Regions from separate parts of the Sus scrofa genome. Here region 1 is linked to region 2. Evidence: chromatin contacts called from public HiChIP or PLAC-seq data. All regions are on one chromosome and are shown on one strand. Each heading gives the region's core, a stretch centred on a gene start, on an enhancer-like site or on the middle of the called end of the contact. The rest is flanking DNA. Distances are from core to core; before and after follow the strand shown.

The links. HiChIP or PLAC-seq counts read pairs in DNA pulled down with a chosen protein or histone mark.
Region 1: a contact with region 2 is called in an H3K27ac HiChIP or PLAC-seq map of skeletal muscle, with 3 times the contacts expected there. The contact joins two enhancer-like sites. A contact is called at or near these places in 2 of 2 datasets of contacts at active chromatin or transcription factors (alveolar macrophages and skeletal muscle).

The regions. Positions count from the first base shown.
Region 1 is chr3:111,447,156-111,451,215 of Sscrofa11.1, forward strand. No RefSeq gene overlaps it. Among named protein-coding and RNA genes, the nearest start is that of MRPL33, 10 kb to the left of the region's middle. Within about 2 kb of position 2,441, at least 3 of the 83 cell types and tissues checked have an H3K27ac peak or open chromatin away from gene starts, as enhancers often do. A contact at or near this core is called in skeletal muscle, where this site is marked.
Region 2 is chr3:111,064,686-111,069,329 of Sscrofa11.1, forward strand. All of the region lies in intron 7 of BABAM2 (BRCA1-A complex subunit BRE), which reads right to left. Among named protein-coding and RNA genes, the nearest start is that of FOSL2, 220 kb to the left of the region's middle. Within about 2 kb of position 2,731, at least 32 of the 83 cell types and tissues checked have an H3K27ac peak or open chromatin away from gene starts, as enhancers often do. A contact at or near this core is called in skeletal muscle, where this site is marked.

The DNA of each region.
Region 1 (4,060 bases), core at 1,191-3,690, 380 kb after region 2:
CTTAAGATTCAGAATCTCGGAGTTCGAATTGTGGCTCAGTGGAAACAAATCCGACTAGGATCCATGAGGATGTGGGTTAAGGATCTGGTGTTGCGTGACTGTGGTGTAGATCGTAGACTCAGATCTGTCATTGCTCTGGTTGTGGTATAGGCTGGCAGCTGTAGCTCCCATTCGACCCCTAGCCTGAGAACTTCCATATGCCACAGGTGTGGCCCTAAAAAGCAAAAGAAAAAAAAATTTCAACATCTCAGGCCCCACCCTAGACCCACTGAGTCAGAACCTCAGCTCCAGTGATATGTAAGCATATTGAAGTTTCAGAAAGAGATTTCTAGAAGCAGTGACTTACTGATCAGGGAACCAAAAGCTGAAACTTGGAAACGGGGATTTCCGTCGTGGCTCAGCAGAAATGAATCTGACTAGCATCCATGAGGATGCAGTTTGATTCCTGGCCTTGCTCAGTGGGTTAAAGATCCAGTGTTGCCATGAGCTGTGGTACAGGTCGCAGACACAGTTCCAATTCAACCCTAGCATGGGAACTTCCATATGCTGCAGGTGCCGTCCTAAAAAAAAAGACAAAAAAAAAAATTGGAAATGGTAAGACAAGCTCAGTTCCAAAAACAGAGTCTAACTTAGAAAAAGGCAGAGATTTTCATCCGTTGTAGTTACTGCCATATTTATGGGCCCAGCACATAATAGGTGCTCAATAAATATTTTTCAAGTGACTAGATGAGGTGCGAATCCAGTTTCTGGAGCCAGGATATGAGGCTAAAGTGGAGCCAGTAACCACCATCTCTAGATGTCAACTTCTAGGGACAAGGTCTTTCTAGCCCCCTGCCCAGGACAAGATTGGTCCTGATGCTGGCACACAGCAGAACTCACGGCCACGTGAGGCAGGAGCGTATTAAGTTGTCCCATCCGTGAAGATTAAAAGGCTATATGGAAATTCAGCCAAGAAATACACTGGCCTTTCTCAAGTGCGTCTGCTACAAGAATGAGAGGCTGAGTCAACCAGTGGGATATATGGGTGGCCAGCGGAGCCCCAGCTCTGGAAATAACTCATTTGGTCTGGAGGAGGGATTCCATGAAGCTGCCGCAAACATGTTTATAATGGGTAGAATTTAATACACTCAGCATCAATCCTACTATTCCCTCTTTTCTATTTAAAGCAGATGTCAGTAAGACCAACCCACTGGGCAAAGGCAACTAATAGGGCTCTTATGGGTTGGGGAAACATTAAAGCCTACAAAGGACAAACAATGTTTCCTATTAAATCACCATAGAGAAACAGATCTATAAATCATGATCTTATTTCTAGTCTTCAGGGGTTCCAGTCTCGAAAAGAAAGTTTTTCCTTTTTTTTTTTCCAATTGTGTAGCATTATCCAGACTTTATGCATAATCTTGACAATAGAAGTTAGGATTTCAACCAAAATAAATCCATTCTCATCCTGCCCTGGGACAAATTGGGCTGCATATTTCTGACAGAGTCTTCGAAATGCCAGGCCCTTTGTCCTAATGATTATTTAAATACATTGTGAATATGAGAGAATGCCTCCCAAAGCAGGGCCATTTTTGTCATCAATTTCATTTGCTTGATTCCTGCAAGTGAACCGAGTAAGTAGATATCATGCATTCCCAATGGCTCATCTATCTACCTCCGCCTTGGACTGGGGTACACTTTTGATTTGTTTTTGTTTTTTTGCTTTTTAGGGCCATACCCACCATATATGGAGGTTTCCAGGCTAGGGGTCAAAACTCACAGCCACAGCAAGGCCAGACTGAGCTGCATCTGCAACCTATACCACAGCTCACAGCAACACCTGAACCTTAACCCACTGAGCGGGGCCAGGAATCAAACCCGAACCCTCATGGATACTAGTCAGATTCGTTTCCACTGAGCCACTACAGGAACTCTGGGGTCCACATTTAAGCTAAAAAGTTTCCATGAATAACTACTTTCAAAGGCATAATCATTTTCCATCATGACTTCCCGCCTCCCTCAACCTCACCTTCCACCTATTTCCTAACCGTCTCAGAGAGGCTGTCCCACAGAGGGACAATCCTGCCAACGTCTCTGCCACATCTCCTGGAAGCCTGGTTCCTGCCCAGCACGTGGTGCCTCGAGTTGCCAGGTGCATATGAGAAGGGAACACGCCATCAGACGTTGTACTCACTGGCTGCCAGAAAAGTGATTTAAGCTCCTGTACTCAACTGTCCTGCTATAAGGTGGTGTGAACGTATCATTGCACTTTTCTTGGCTTGTGAAAGGATGGCTAATTAACTTTCTCAGTTGCTTTGGAATAGCATCCAGTGGCAAGTTGCCATAGCCATGCGCATTCTCTGTCTTTCAGAGCCATTTTTGAATGGGTCTATGTTTCTTTTTGTTGACCGAGAGAGACAGGGAGTTGTCAGGTTCACAAGGATGACCTCACTTGAGCTTCTGTGGTTTGGGATCCTGCCTGCCTGTGTTTCACCCTGTTTTGCCTCCAAGGCAGAAGCCTGCGTCTCTAGCCAGGAGATTGTGGTTAGTTTCCTGGCCTCTGAGCGAGGTGGGGACACACCTGCACCCCTGAGGGAGGGAGAGCCTGCGGAGGGTCCTTGAGGCCAGGGCTGAGTCATTCAGCCGGGAGGCATATCAAATGGCATTAGAACATCAGTCTGGCACCCAAGGAGCAAGGGCCCGCACAATGATCTCCTCTATGTTAGCAATCTAGACCATTTTCAAACTAAAGTGAGGAAAGAGATTAAAGTTTGGTGTCAACTTACTCCAGCACTGGAGTTTGCTCTTTGCATGAAATCACCCCAAAAGAAACCTCAGCTTCACCGACAAGTCCAAGGGCACCCACTTGATAAGATTTCATGACAGGCCCCCCCTTCACAGTCCGGTTCCAAGACCATGCAAATTCAGAAAGCCCACTATAAAATCAGCACTTGGGTTTTTCTACCCAAATCACTTTTTTTCCTCAGAGAATTATTTGAAATGTAATTTGAATAAAACTGAGCCCCTTTTCTACCATAAGAAGTTCCATCTTCACATGGTATCTATGCAAAAGAAATATAAATTGATCTGCAAATGCCTTAAAAATACTGTAATTCTTTGAGAAGTTTCTTTTCATTTCTTCCTTTTTAGGGCTACACTGTAGATATGGAAGTTCCCAGGCTAAGAGTCAAATCATAGCTGCAGCTGCCGGCCTACACCACAGACACAGCAATGCCAGACCCAAGCTGCATCTGCTACCTACACCTCACTTTGGCAACACTGGACCCTTAACCCACTGAGCAAGGCCTGGGATCCAACCCACATCCTCACAGAGACTAGTCGGGTTCTCAACCCACTGAGCCATAATGGGAACTCCAAGACGTTTCTTAAAATAGCCATTTTTCTCACCCAAATTCCCACTCAACAGCTATACCCAGCCCATTCTCTCTCCAGAGAGCAGCTTCCCATGTTTTCTTACGCAGATTAAGTGTCTGACTTCTAGCATCCTTCCATCACAGCCATCATCTAATTCAGCCGTAAGAAATGGGGGCAGGGGAGCCAAGCAGCTCAGAATCCTCCCTTAGAAAGCTGGAAGGGAAGAAAGGCTGGAACTACCTGTGCCTCGGGGTCTTGATCCCAGGAGTGAGAACAGGGAAAGAGAAGGAAAAGGATGCCTATAGGGCCATTAGTACCTGAGGGTCCCTCTCCAGCCTCAAGACGGCAGCCAACAGAACAGGGCTGGGTTCCAACATGGCTGCCCTGATGTTCGCCTGCAGGCAGAAGGCGGGCGGTGAGATCCTGGGGACTCTCCCTAAGTTCCTGGGTCAACTTTACCCAAACTGGGGTAATTGCAACATATCTCTGTCTGTGAAGCAAGAGGTTTGAAGGATTCAGATGGTTTTGATGAAACATGGTGTGCGGCCAAAAGGGAAAAATCGGGATCCACATCTAGTTTGATATGCATTTCCTGTACGCCTTTCAAAAGATGTCTAAGATTCAGAATAACTGGGTCCAGTTTCATCTGGTACACGGTGAAGTTAAAGAGCTATGGGAATGAGTGTGTTTTGCAGGTTCCAAAGTT
Region 2 (4,644 bases), core at 1,481-3,980:
CTCTGTGCTGGACCGTCTTGAAAAGTATCTTCCAAGTCTAGACCACAGGAACACCTTTTAGGTGAAAAGTGCATTACACTGGGTTCCTTGAGTGCTTCTGTAAAAAAAGCTCTTGGATGGGGCCAAAAAAGTCTTTCCAAGTATTAATATAAGTCCTCTTTTAGTGAGATAAATAGACGAATTTGGCTCTGACATTTACTAGCGGTATGGTCTTAGGAAAATTATTAACATCTCCAAGACTCTTGTTTCATCATCAGGAACAAGAAAGGTATTAGCAGTACCCACCATGGGAGGGGGTAGAAATGCAAGTTAAATCAGACAGTGCAGGAAAAACACTTAGTGTCTGAACATAATAACAATTTTTAAATAATTTAATAAATTATTTAATAATTTAATTTAAAATAATTTAATTCATTAATTTAGTAATAATTAATTTAAAATTTTAATAATTTAATTTTAAAATAATAATTTTTCTCAATTTTATAGGTACCATAGATTAACTACTTTGGAATATACAGAGTAACTAAGTCTCAGCCAACAAAGTGGTGTCTTACCAAAGAGACTTAACATACTGCTTTAATGAACAGACTAAAATGACCTGGCATTAAATACACAGATTATAATGGTCCCTCAGCAACTGTCAAAGGTTGGTTCCAGAACCCCAGCAGATACCAAAATCCACGGATGCTCAAGCCCCATATATAAAATCATGTAGTATTTGCATATAACCTATACACATCCTCCCATATACTTCTTTTTTTTTCTCTTTTTAGGGCCGCACCCGTGGCATATGGAAGTTCCCCGGCTAGGGGTCGAATCAGAGCTACAGCTGCCCCCTACACCACAGCTCACAGCAACACCAGATCCCCGATCCAATGAGTGAGACCAGGGATTGAACCTACATCTTTGTGCATACTAGTCGGATTTGCTTCTGTCATGCCACAACGGGAACTCCCCTCCCATATGCTTTAAATCATCTCTAGATTACCTATAATACCTAATACAAAGTAAATGCTATGTAAATATTTGCCTAAGTACAGTAGATTCAGGTTTTGCTTTTCGGGACTTTCTGAAATTTCTTTTTTCCGTGAATATTTCCATCTGTGGTTGGTTAAATCCACAGATGCAGAATTTGCAGACATGGAGGGCCAACTGTACTTACAAATAAATATATCTCTGAAATCCTTAAGGATCCTTTGTTAAGCTACTGAAATGTCCTCTATGAAACCGTTTCACTTGTCATTGGCTCAAACAATAGAACGTTTCTCATCATTCTGGAGGCTAGAAGTCCAAAATCGAGGTGTTGGCAGGGTTGGGTTTTTTCTGAGACCTCTTTCGCGGGCTTGTAGATGGCTTTCTTCTCTGTTTCTTCCCTCTGCGTGTGTCTGTGGCCCAATTTCATCCTTTTATAAGGACACCCATCATCTGGATTAGGGCCCACACGAATAATGACCTCACTTTAATAATTAACTCTCTAAAAATCCTATTTCCAAATATGGTCACATTTTGCCAGACCAGGAGTGGGGAGAGGTTAGGGCTTCAACACATGCATTTGGCTGGACCCCCATTCAGCCCAGAACGCTGAGGATGTATTTTCTCTGCTTCAGAGCCTTTCCTGCCCCACCCCCATTTTCTATATGACATGTTGTACATTTTCAAATGCGGCGTGTAAAATGACCTTCCCAACCTGGCTGCCTATTTTTTCCAGCTCCATCTCCTGTCGCTCCTGGTTCTGTTCGCTAGACGCTGACCCCACCAAATCAATCATCACTTCCCAAACATCCTCTCTCCCCGCTCCTAGTCTCTGGATTTACTGCTCGCTGTGGAGAACACTCTCCCGTGGCAGGTATTCATTCTGTAAAGCTATTTTTGTTGCCTGAGGCAGAGCCAAGGCATCCCCCTCCTCAAAGAAGCTGGAACGCTCTGCTATTATGGCACGTATCACCCTGACTGGCAATTCAATTCTGTACGTGTCTTTTTCTACCAGTATATTGGGGATTCCTTGAAGGCGAAGCCCTTGCCTCATCACTGATTCTGCTGCACCCACTGCGGACCTGGAGCACAACAGAAGCTACAAAAAAATCTCTCTCGAGTGAAGAAAATGGATAAATAGAGGAAAATATGCACAAACCAATGAAGGAGAAAAGGGTTTAATTTCCCTTTTAATGCCTAGGATAGTGGTACGGTATTCACCAAACTTAATATGTACTTAATATATGGACTGTTGAGTAAAACACCGACTGAGCCACTGAAGAGAACTCGAAACAATACAGGGATCTGGATAAATTTACTTTAAGAAAAGTTATGAAAGCTGATCGTCTTCGGGGTAAAAAGGAAATGGATTTTAAAAAGCCTATAAACTTCAGGGAAGAAGCGCCAAGATACATGTGACAAGGCAATCTGAGCTGCACTCAGATCCAAGAACAAAGGGTTCCCGGTTTAAGCTATGGAAGGGTCTGTTCCCAAAAGCAGCTGGGCAGAATTTCCTCACGCGAACAGTTCTTAATGTATGGGAAAAAGAGAAGAGCAAAACAAAACAAGCAAAGGCAGCAAAAGGGCATAATTAGTGTAAACAGTGTTGGTTGTTTTTTTTTTTTTTTTAAATGCATTGGACCAACCCCAAGAAGAATGTTGTGGGAGAAACATCTGTTCATTCGGAACATGACAGAACCCTTGACAGGCTCTGTGGCCTGTGCGTGTCCTTATGTGCCCGAGGTTTATATTTGTGCTCCCTCTGCTCAGACAGCACTGACAGTGGCCCAGAAAGAGGCCTGTTCCAGGCCAGGACAGCCTCCCCTGCCTCCAGTTAGGGCTGCGGGGGCAGCTCTCACTCAGTTGTGTTTGACACGGCAAAAACCACGCAGAAGGGAAGAGCAAACTCCAACTGTATGTCCTCCCGGGACTGCCTTGCTCTAGTTGCACGAGTTCCCACCAGCACTGTACTTTTACTGCGTGCATGGCAGTGACTGGTCATGGAGTTCCCTGATGGCCTAGCGGTTAAGGATCCAGCATCGTCACTGCTGTGGCTCAGGTCAATGCCGAGGTGTGGGTTCAACCCCAGTCCAGGAACTTCCACTAACGTGGGTATGGCCAAAAAGGGAAGGAAAAAGAAAAGAAAAGATTTCTGAAAGTGACCAGTCACGGGATATTTAGGGGGATTCGCATTTGTTTTCCATCCCTCTGGCCCCTGGTCTCAAGATACTAAGTGTGATCAGTTGAAAGAGTCTGTTTCCTCGTGCCAGATGTGCCCCTTGTAATCAATCACCGAATCTAGGAATTTCTGGGAAGAAGAGGGGTCCATGGAAAAATTCTTCTCCCATCTCCGGGATCACCTGTTAGCTTCTGCCTCCCCAGCTGAGTAGAGGTGAGTAGAGGCGGGCCTAGCGGTGAGATGAGCTTAGAACACTCTAGCCATCTGCAGTAGGCAGTGCCCTGAGGGCAGCACCCCCAAGGGGCAGGTGACGCTGGATCGCCTCACCTTAGAGCCTTGGGCCACGTGGGTCCCTCCTGCAGCCTCTGACCCGGTTCCACCAGCCCAGCCCATCTTACCCAAGTGGCACTCTTAGGAGGACACTGTGTCATGACAGGGTCAGACTTCGCCTCACCCTTCACCTTTCTTCTGGCTGTGCTCAAAACTTCTCTCGCTCTGCCATCTGCTTTACTTCCCGTTTCTCTTTCTAAGGCCTAGGGAGCAGGCCTTTTTATTATTCTTATTTTATTCTTATTTATTTTAAAATTATTCTCCTTCACCACGGCATGAGTGCCTAAATCTGGCACGTTACTACGTCCCAGGCAGGGGAGACTGCCTTACGCTTCTTTCTTAGACCTTTGCTCTTGGCTCCGTGTTATCTACACAAGGAGTTTAAGTTGTGATATCAGTGGTGTCCTGGTCATCAGTCACATGGGATTTCTTTTCAGATCCTTTTTCTGTGACCTGCTTCAAAGTCCAGGAAAAGAGCCCCCCGCCCCACACCCCAGAGGCATGGAGCTCTCTGCAGCTCTAAAGCCTCTCAGGAGAGTCAGCTACTGATTCATACAATGCAAGAGGCCACACTGAACCGAATTATTTTGAAAGTGGCCATTTGGGGCTGTAAAGAAAACCAATTCTAAACTTTACCGGAGTCCACCTACTGAGCGGGCTGGAACAAGCACTAGAGCTCAGAGCTTCACATTCAGAAGAAGGTCATGGAGAAAGCAGAGTAGCTGCATGCAGGGAAGGCGTGTGGGGAAGAGCAAGGATTTCACCAGGGGGAAAATGCCAGAAGCCGGCCTCCGAACATCTTGTCTTTAGGGCACCCCACTCTTATCTGTCCACACATGATACAGAATGTTTTTCAATAAAGATATTTGGTACCAGTTTTGATTGTCTATAGACTTGTGATTGAAAAACCAATTTAATCTCATGGATTGGATGGTTACTCCATAGTTTAATTTTATCTGAAGGGGAAAAAAAAAAAAAAAAAGCTGACATCTAGCAGTTCAACAAGTCTTTGTCACCAGAGGCCTGTGACACAAATCTCGATATTTTATGGGAACATGTATAGCTTTTCTTCATTTGTGGCTATAATTGCTGCTGGAGAAGCCCCAACATGTAAAGGTTGATGCTTCCGAATGTGCTGAAAGATGTTGGAACTAAACCATGCA